Linked DNA regions of Mus musculus: region 1 is linked to region 2. A link is a contact called in public Hi-C data. All regions are on one chromosome and are shown on one strand. Each heading gives the region's core, a stretch centred on a gene start, on an enhancer-like site or on the middle of the called end of the contact. The rest is flanking DNA. Distances are from core to core; before and after follow the strand shown. Region 1 has its middle 48 kb from the start of Gm36076. Region 2 overlaps Ldb2 (LIM domain binding 2).

Region 1 (4,582 bases), core at 918-3,417, 340 kb before region 2:
TACAAGTGTTCTGCCCCATGACATCTACTTGTGTGCCTGATGTAATAGGGATGTGCTCCTTTTCCTGCTGTGTGATCGTCCATCATGCAAATGAGCTGGCTCAGCCATTCACCTGCTGACGGGCACTTCCACTCCTCTTGTTTGGATATCATGAAAGAAGCTGCTTTGACTTAATATGCAAGTCATGGTATAGATGTATGTTTTCATGATCATCAGGGCAGAGATGCTGGCTCCTGTTCTATTTAAAAGTGATGAGACTAAGGAAAAAGTGAAGTGTGCTTCAGAATGATGCTATGCCTAAACCGAAGCCTCGGAGAACTCCTCGAGTCTGTGTTCAACTGCATGTTCCCCTATAATGCAAGCTCTTTTCAGAACTCCGACACAGCCTGGATCTGTTTCCAGGAAAGTCAATGAATCCATGTTGGTGTCTATATCCCTCTGATTAGTTAATTTCTAAATATTCTTAGTGAGTTCCAGTTTGTGATCCCACTGGGCCACAGCTGGTGTTACCTAAGGAGATGACAAAGGCACTGGGCTTGGCTACGTTGTGGCGTGACATTCCTCCCCAGTGCTGCCTGCAGCAAAACATTCCCAGTGAATGAATGAGCAAGGCTAAGGATTCATGAAAAAGCATAGAGGGAACCCAAGCAGTTGGGTAATTTTCAAAAAGGAGAGTCATGATCCAGGAAAGATAATGGGGTTAAGGTAATGCTGTAACGAGTAACAAATTCAAAGACCTCTGGCACAGCCTAACAAGGTGCTCAAATGACTGAATGAAAGGAGGCGTGTAGACTATGAAGTGTTAGCAAGCTTCCATTTATTCTAAGAGAGTTATCTCTCAGCTCTGGATGACTTAGCCATCAGCAGTTACCAAACAAACAACAACATTCCCCAGCCTGATGTGTTGTGTGCTGTTAGCTACTTTTGTTGGTGGGTAAGACTGAGACATACAGAGTGACTCCTCTTTTGGGCGGAAAGTAGATATGTGTATGCACTTTTGATTAGCTTGCTGGGGCATGAAGGGTGGAACAAACCCACCACAAGCTGAGTCCAGCAGGTCTTGTAGCTTGAGATCTTTACTCTGGATCCTGTAGTCCCCCAGACTCTAAAGGTAAGAATGCTGGCTCTATCCCAAAGAAAAGGGAAGAAATGATGAGCCTTGAGCTGTAGTAGAAAGCACAACTAAAATTCTGGAAAGACTTCAGTTTGACCTGTAGAGGCTAGAAGACTTGACCACACATCCAAAACAGTAGAAGCACGAGAAGAAGCCTAGTGAGCAAAATTAGGGGAGGTACCACTACCAGACTGGGACAAATGAGAGACCTAACAAGCCTGAAGAATGCTCAAAAGAATCAGATCTAGGAGCAGCATAGGAAGGGGACAACACTGGGAATGCAGATAGCTCAGCCTTCAGCTCATGCAGTTACAGTCTGTGGTTGGGAGTGAGATTGTCTGCATTTGAGTCTGGATCTTTCATGCGTCCTTCTGTAGACCTGGGGGCAGGTGCTTTCAACTCTTCCTGGCCCAGCTCCCTACTGGGGTGAGAGCTTGTGTGAACATCAAAGGAAACAGAACCCTGTCAGTTGATAGATCTTCTATGACTCCAGAGAGCAGATTTATCTATATCCAGGAAGCTGGGTCCTGAGGTTCCCAACCCCTGAGGGATCTATGGCTCTCACAGGTTCCTGGCTATGCAGCACTGAGTAAGTCACATGACCTCTCTGTTATTTACTTCCTTCTTCCAAATGTCACAATTCGTTTATATAAGTAAGATCCATTCCAACTGTGGAGCAAAAACATGTATTTGTCATTGTATAATTACAGATTTACCAAAAATTCAGACCAAGAGCAGTTCCTAGTCTGTGGTGTTAGCAGCAGGCTATTTCTAATTTGTTAAGGAATTTCCATTTTCTCCTATCTTGACTGAGCCTCCTGTAAAGAAACTGAGCTGAGTCCAAGGGTCTTTTCCCTAAAAATCTCTCCTACAGATGTCTCTTTAGACTCACATGTCAGTCAGTTCCTGGAAGCAAAATCTCCCTTAAAGAATAGAAGTACTCTTTGAGATTTTTTTCAAGCCCAGGGAAGCTTTTGCTGCTTCCCTGCACTGGGTATTGCTGTTGCTAAGAGCTCTGCCCATCCTCTCCCAGGTTTCTTCCCATAGTAGGCGGTGATTTGGCTTCTCCTAGAAGCTGGCCTGGCTTCTAGATTCAGCAAGAGCCAGGCGCTCTGCAGAAATAGAGATGGTGATTCACAGCAGATTCCCCAAGAGGTTTCATCTTTCTTCAGAGAAGTAGGACTGAAGCCAGATCTTATGTAAGAAAACAGATCTGAGTATACAAAAATAATAGCTGTTAGAGAAGGTCATCTGTCCGGGTGGGGAAAAAAAAGTAGTATTAACTGGCACCAGAATTCATCGGGGGTGGGGGATGGGGAGGGCTGTCTTTAATTCGTTAAGAAATTCCTTCAGTTAGCAACATGGAGGAAAGCCCCAAGGTTGTGAATAAGTAGAGAGAAATGGAAGAGTGAAATTGTTGTCCATTCATACTGGAAAGAAAATTAGGGAGGTGCTAAATGGAGAAGAGGAAATTGAACCAGTAAGAAGTTGGCAGGTGCAATGAAGTACAATTTTCACAATTAATAGTGGCACCCATTCTAGGGAAGGATGTGCTGAGCCCTGTGTGAGGTTTTGGTGTCTAGGAGACTGTCACATCACCGTAATATAGAGAAGGATGACTTTTCTTCTTATTGTGTGGATGTTGACAGCACTTTTCACAAGATCACACCACCAGTGATAAGAATAGGTTCTGAAGAACAATCCAATACTAAATTGCATTGTATGAGAATGTGGTTTTACAGCCTAACAACTTCTACCTTCTCAAGAGCTTAGCAAATAGATTCTCCTCTCAGAAAGCATTGTCCAAAGATCTACTAGATTCAGAAGGACATTTAGTAAACAATCTGACATTGTTGTACATGATTTCTACAAACAAAACTGTACAAGTTGCCTGTTGGTTCTTGCTCCTGTTGTTAAAATCTGGACCAGAACTAGGCTTCAAGGTCTCTTGTTGTTAGTTCCAGTAGCAAGGCCAGTTGTTATAAAAATCATTTAATTCTTAGGTAATTTATGTAGCTGATGCTTTCTGAGGAAGAGTATATTCAAATCCAGGGCTTTGGATCTGAAGACATAAGTCAAGGACATACACAATCATGACTACTTCCCAGAATATTCCACTCTATACTTGTGATTCGCTTTGGAGATCTTTGATGTAAATAAACCACCCTGATTATTATGGAACCTAAAACTATGATACTATGGAACCCAAAACTTCCACCAAGAGGCACTTTTGGTTGGAAGCATCTTTCTTAGAAAGAAACGTGTCTTTATTAGACATGTGCAGGGACAGAGCCAGGGTCATTATTGTGAAGGATGTAGAGTTAAACAGATATACCACGGTGGGTGTTGAGTATGATATTTATTTTGCTGTTACTGTGGTGCACTCACAGGCAGAATTAAGAGATATTTGATAGCATTTTGAAGCTTCCTGAGATCACACAGGGAAAGTTGTGGAGGAACACCTAGCATAGAATCAGTAGAGCTTTAGCCATGCCATCTAAATACTGGAGGAGTCAATTTTCATATACCCTTCCATTCCTCCACCCATCCTACAATCTCTCCATCTGACTTCTCTGTTGATGATGTGTGATCTTAAATATTAAAACTGAGAATTAATGAGAAATATTACAGGTGGATGGGAATTGGACCAATAGTTCTTTCTCCATTGGAGAGATGCAAAGGGTGGTAGGCTGTTAAGAAGTATCAAGAGGAGAAGCAAGACAAGAGCTATCATTGGCAAGTATCTTCTGGGAAGCTATGGTTTTGCCTAATGTTCTTTGGTAAAACATACATAGATCCATAATAGGATCATAGTGGATTTTGCCAATGCAGGGTGTAGGCGCCATCTCCCACAGCTGACATGATTGTAACTTAGGAATGGATCTTTGAGGGCTTGACCATTTAAACGTTTTTATATATGTTTATTTCTTTTATCTATGTTTGCTACATATATGTAGTCATCTTTTGATGTCTATGGGAGAATTTATTCCAGAACTCTCACGGACATCTGAATCTATAGGTTCTCCAGACCCTTATGTAAAGGGGTATTTGCATATAAACTGTCCACATCATTCTATATATTTTATTTAGGTAGCAATGCTGGGGTTTGAACTCAAGGCTTTATGCACACTAAACAGGTACCCTCCCACTGAGCCATATCCCTGGCCTTTGGTATGTTTGTGTATTTATCTTGCTATGTAGTACAAGGTGACCTCGAACTTGTGGTTCTCCTGTCTCTGCCCTGTGAATGCTGATGTGACATTTTCTATCATATCCAGTTCTCCAATTACTTATAGAGGAGACTAGGAATTCTATGTAAATAAATGTTATACTGTAGTGTCTAGGACATAGGACATAAATGTCAAGCGAAAAGTCTACACCGACTTGATATTTTTACATTTTTTATGTTGAATTCATAGACTATGGGAGGCCAACTGTATTCTCGTCAGTTCATGTCTAATGTGTCTC
Region 2 (4,613 bases), core at 784-3,283:
CTCTCTCTCTCTCTGATGTCAATTCTTTTAGCTGATTCAAATAAAATATGTCACCTCCTTATGCTTTAAGAGAAACAACGCATGTTAATTAAATAAAACTTTTCCATCATTCAGAAACTATGCTCAATGTCTGCAGCCATTGAAAAATTTCAGAAGCATTTTGTGTCAGCCTTTTTATAGGTTTAGTCAGTATCTTTCTTTCTAGGGTCAGGCCCAAACCCACAAGAGAGCAAGGTGAGTTGATCTGAGGGGATGTAATGGAACATTTTAGACTTGTGCTAGACCACACCCCACCTCACTTTTCTGAGGAATCCACAAGGCATGAAGTGCTTTTCTCATCTTAGTTAAGACACAGAGGTTTGCTTCTTGGCTTCATTTTATCTGGAATGTTCCCTCTGCTCCCCAGTGTGCTGTTTGTTTGTTTGTTTGTTTGTTTGTTTGTTTGTTATGTGTGTATGTTTTGGTTTTCTTTCTTTCTTTCCAGGAAAACAAGGCAATCACTAGAAAGAGCTGAACATAGCTCCCTTGGCTCTGAGAGCATCAATTATTTGGACCACCTATGTCATTTTGCTCCAAGGCAGAATGGACTATTTGCCTACTCCTGTAATAAATATTTCAATACTCTGATGAAAAATATCTCTTTCTAGGACATGTAGTTTCATTATAGCGACTTAATCCAGATGCTAATTATGCACATTTATTTTTAGGAAATTTGATAGGATTCGAAGGATTCATTTTTCTTCTCTCTCTCTCTCTCCCTCTGCCTGTCCCTCCCTCCCTCCTTCCACCCTTGATGTTCACTATGCTACTCTAATTTCCTTCTGTTCTTATGTTAATTAAAAATAACTTAGCCTTGTGTAATCAAACACTATGGCTATTTTAAACAAAAAGTAAGCTTCCTGGTGCCACAAAGAAAGAGAATTGTAAAACCTGAGCTGGCATTCTGGTCCTACTCCTGGAGGATTTTTAGCACATTATGTGTCTGCAGCTTACATTGTTCTAATTTAGACGACCACTAAACTGTTTCTCCCCAAATAGCATTTGACCCAATGGCTCTGAGTTGCTTTTATGAAAATTTGGTCAACTAGCGAATCGGAAATCAGCCACATTCCTAATCAACAGAGATATTAAATATCCCTCAGGGGTATAGTGAGCATTTTGCAATTTCCTGATACCAGGAACATTATAGATTAAGGATAAATATGTAATTAGAATTTTTAAATGCACATAATAAAGCCTTTCTTTTATGTTTTCAATTTCAAATCAAATAGAAAAACAAGGCTTAATAATCAGAAGAGCATGCCGGGAGAGTTTCAGAGTCAAAGCCCCTTGAGTTATTGTCAAGGATGTGAACATGTGAACATCGGGAGATCCTGAGAGAGCCACTGTAAATGTAAATTCTTGGCTTTTGCAAAGTAAAACAATAGGTACAACCCCTGTTGGATACCTGCATCACTTCTGCAAACATGAGTTTTTGGATTTTTTTTCTCTTCTCAGTTATTTATCATGAAATCATTTACTCCTGAGACAAATATAACCTGGAAGCACATTAACTAAGTGTCCTCTAAGTGAACACTTCTCACTTGATTTTCTTCACAGTTGTTTCCCATTCTGACTTTTCCCTGTGTATCACACTACAATCTAAAATTTCTTATGTCAAAGATCATATCCCCCTAATTAAGTATTATGTCCCCCAAATAAAATTTACATATGTGATATCTCTAGGTAAAATTCAGAGAGCTTTTTAGAATTTAGATAGTATTCTAAATTCTCTATTAGACTCACGCTGTTGTTCATATATAAAGATACAAAACTAAATATTCCCACCTATTAAAAAATATACACATTGCTCTATGAGAGCTGTTGAATCATAGGACAGTGTGATCAGTATTACTTCATTAGCTAGAGAGAGAGAAGGGTTAAAAAGCTACCGGGTAGTTGGAGAAATGTTCTTTTTTACTTTTCTCATTCCTGGCCGAGTCTCAAGCTAGCACGTGATCAACTGAATGCCTGCCAGCCTCTTTCTTGTTGATCCTCCGGAGACCATCTGTGCTGGGGGCATTGATTAGAGTGTGTCTGCTGGGATTACATCTTTTCTGTTGCCATGCCAACTAATCAGCTGATTTTGGTTACCACAGAAACAAAATGTCAGAGCTCACAGTACGGTAACATGAATTCAGCACAACAGAAAATGTTTTCTTAATTGGGGACCCTTTTTGATTTTTGGATTCCAACAGAAAAGCAGGATATTTTTTTCCTTTAAAGACCAACTTTAGATAAAAGCTGCATTAACTCTATTGATTAATAAGAATCTACAGATATTTTTTGAAGTGAGAAAACATTACTTTTACTTTATTAGCTATGCTTATTTTTTTATATTTCCTAACAAAGGAGACATACACTCTTCCATATGTACCTCTGTTATGGTTCTTGGTGGTTGCATAGAAAACAAACCACAAAGCTTTGGATTTCATTTAGCTTCCATTAGAGAAGGGGAGTCTCCCGGAGTCTTGGGATAATGCTATATGTATAATCATTTGGGAGGGGGGAAGAACACCGACCAAAATTCTCTTGCATCTTTCATTTTTGGATATCATTTAACTTACTTTAAAAAAAAAATCTGTTGTAGTCAACTGGGAAACAGTTCTAAGAATTCCCATTTTATACATAGTACTCCCTGGATACAGTGAGCCCATTTGACTCCAAAGGGAGCCCGTGACTTGTGGCAATTTTCCATTTTGTTGGCCTGACGCGGTTTGTCTGTAAGAGAAGTCCCAACCAGTTTGCTATGACAGAGTGAAGGAAGGAAGCACCTAACCTTGGCCCTGCAGATGCTCCCACTGAGCAGACTTCAGAAGGATTACACACTTTCCCTCTCATCATAAAACTTGGATCTAGCTGAAGCAGACCAGAGCCTTTTTCTACCCTGATCCTGTGGTTTACAGACAGAAAACAAATAGATGATAATAGCAGCAGCAGCAGCAAGAACAACAATAATAGTAACAATAAATGACCCTGATATTAAACCAGGCTAATATATTTGTTTAACTATCTAATAATCCCATCTCTTAAAAAAATAAAGAAAATATTATAGCCTATGGATATGTTTTTCCCATAGATAGTTTACTTGTGACCCTCCCTTCTGTGAAAGTTGTCACTGCAGGTGACTTGTATGAAATTAACACCCTGAAGTGGAGGTAGGGATTTGGTTTAATCTGCATGATACTTCTTTGAGAACCTTGGTAAATTAATTCCAGTGCTCGAGATGTGTTTGGGAGAATGGTTTGGGGACATTGGCGACATCTGCCTTTCTACTCACTAACACTCATAGCTAAGCTGCCAGAAACCATGCTCAGCAGACAACCCCTCTCAGAGTTTTAGGGCATGGAGCCCACATGTCCAAACTTACTCAGAAGTTCTGCTAATTGCTTCTGAGGTTGAGGTCTTCACCCAGATTATCAATAATTATCTCATTACATCCAACAGATCTTTGATAAAATGAAGATGGCAAGTGTACTTTTTTTCAGCAGAGCCTGATTAAGCCTTCTATACTGATTCTTCCCCACAACTTCTGAAATGTCTCATCAGAGTACATGGAACGCCCCCGACCATTGCCTGTGACAGTTAGAACTTCCCAAATGGCATAGTTTGTATTCTCCCAAGAGGAGAATCATTAACCACATCTCAGGATAACTTGATGTAAGCTGTTAACCACTATCTTCCTGGACTACAGCTTTACAGATTAGCCTTTACACATTCTTTCAGAAGTTTGCATATCTGTGTTAACTAGGAAATCTTTCTCCCAGAAAGTCTGAGCAAAGACTCAGCATAGTAAAAAGGAGAAAACGTATGGAGTCTAAAGGCCAAAGCCCCTGTCATTCCCAGAGATATTTCTTGTGATCTGCATCTCAACACAAACATCATGGTGACCTTTTTTGGATTCTCTCTTCTCCTAGGTTCTGTTTGTTTTATCTGCTCAGCTATATCTGCCTGCCCCGTTCTTCTTGGGCTAGGCACACTAGACAGCATTCTCTTTGCAGAATACACTTGGTGGTGTGGGGCCATACTCGATTTCCCTCAAGTTCCAGAATAAGTACAAAGTATGGTCAGAATTCAAATCTTGTATCCTCTGTTTTCAAAGCCTCCAAGCATTCTTGTACTGCTCCCTCAAAGCAAACATAACTAACTAGTTGTAACTAACTAGTTGAACTAACTAGTTCTAACTGTTGATGTCATTACCCGCTCACTGTCCTTTAGTTGAAAAAAGGATAGGGGTGTGTATTGCCTTGTATTAGTCTCTTCCCTCCCAAAGTCATCCATAGTGAAAAGAGTGGTAGAGTGTAGAGCTGGATCAATAGTCTAAGAATAATACAAATATGAAAGGTTAAAATTACCTTTGTCAGTGATTGTTAGGGAAGAGAGACTCTGACATATCATATATGTTCTTAGGAAGGTGAAGGACTAGGCAATGTTTTATGTAATATAAACAAAACATGCCATTGATGATGATGTGATTGGTGTAGTTCCGAGACAACCCACTCTTTTCCCCATCATCAGTGGCTGCATCAGGTTGCATTCACTTGCCCTCTGTGGAGTTCCTCTTTGGAAATGAA

Evidence for each region. A called contact is a pair of places that touch in the nucleus more often than the background predicts.
Region 1: a contact with region 2 is called in a Hi-C map of cortical neurons, with 3 times the contacts expected there. The contact joins two enhancer-like sites. A contact is called at or near these places in 2 of 484 Hi-C or Micro-C datasets (cortical neurons and forebrain), 1 of 115 datasets of contacts at active chromatin or transcription factors (fibro-adipogenic progenitors) and 1 of 9 other capture datasets (liver).

Annotation. Positions count from the first base shown.
Region 1 is chr5:44,874,741-44,879,322 of GRCm38.p6, reverse strand. No RefSeq gene overlaps it. Among named protein-coding and RNA genes, the nearest start is that of Gm36076, 48 kb to the left of the region's middle. Within about 2 kb of position 2,167, at least 50 of the 459 cell types and tissues checked have an H3K27ac peak or open chromatin away from gene starts, as enhancers often do. A contact at or near this core is called in cortical neurons, where this site is marked.
Region 2 is chr5:44,535,636-44,540,248 of GRCm38.p6, reverse strand. All of the region lies in intron 3 of Ldb2 (LIM domain binding 2), which reads left to right. Among named protein-coding and RNA genes, the nearest start is that of Gm40297, 110 kb to the right of the region's middle. Within about 2 kb of position 2,033, at least 56 of the 459 cell types and tissues checked have an H3K27ac peak or open chromatin away from gene starts, as enhancers often do. A contact at or near this core is called in cortical neurons, where this site is marked.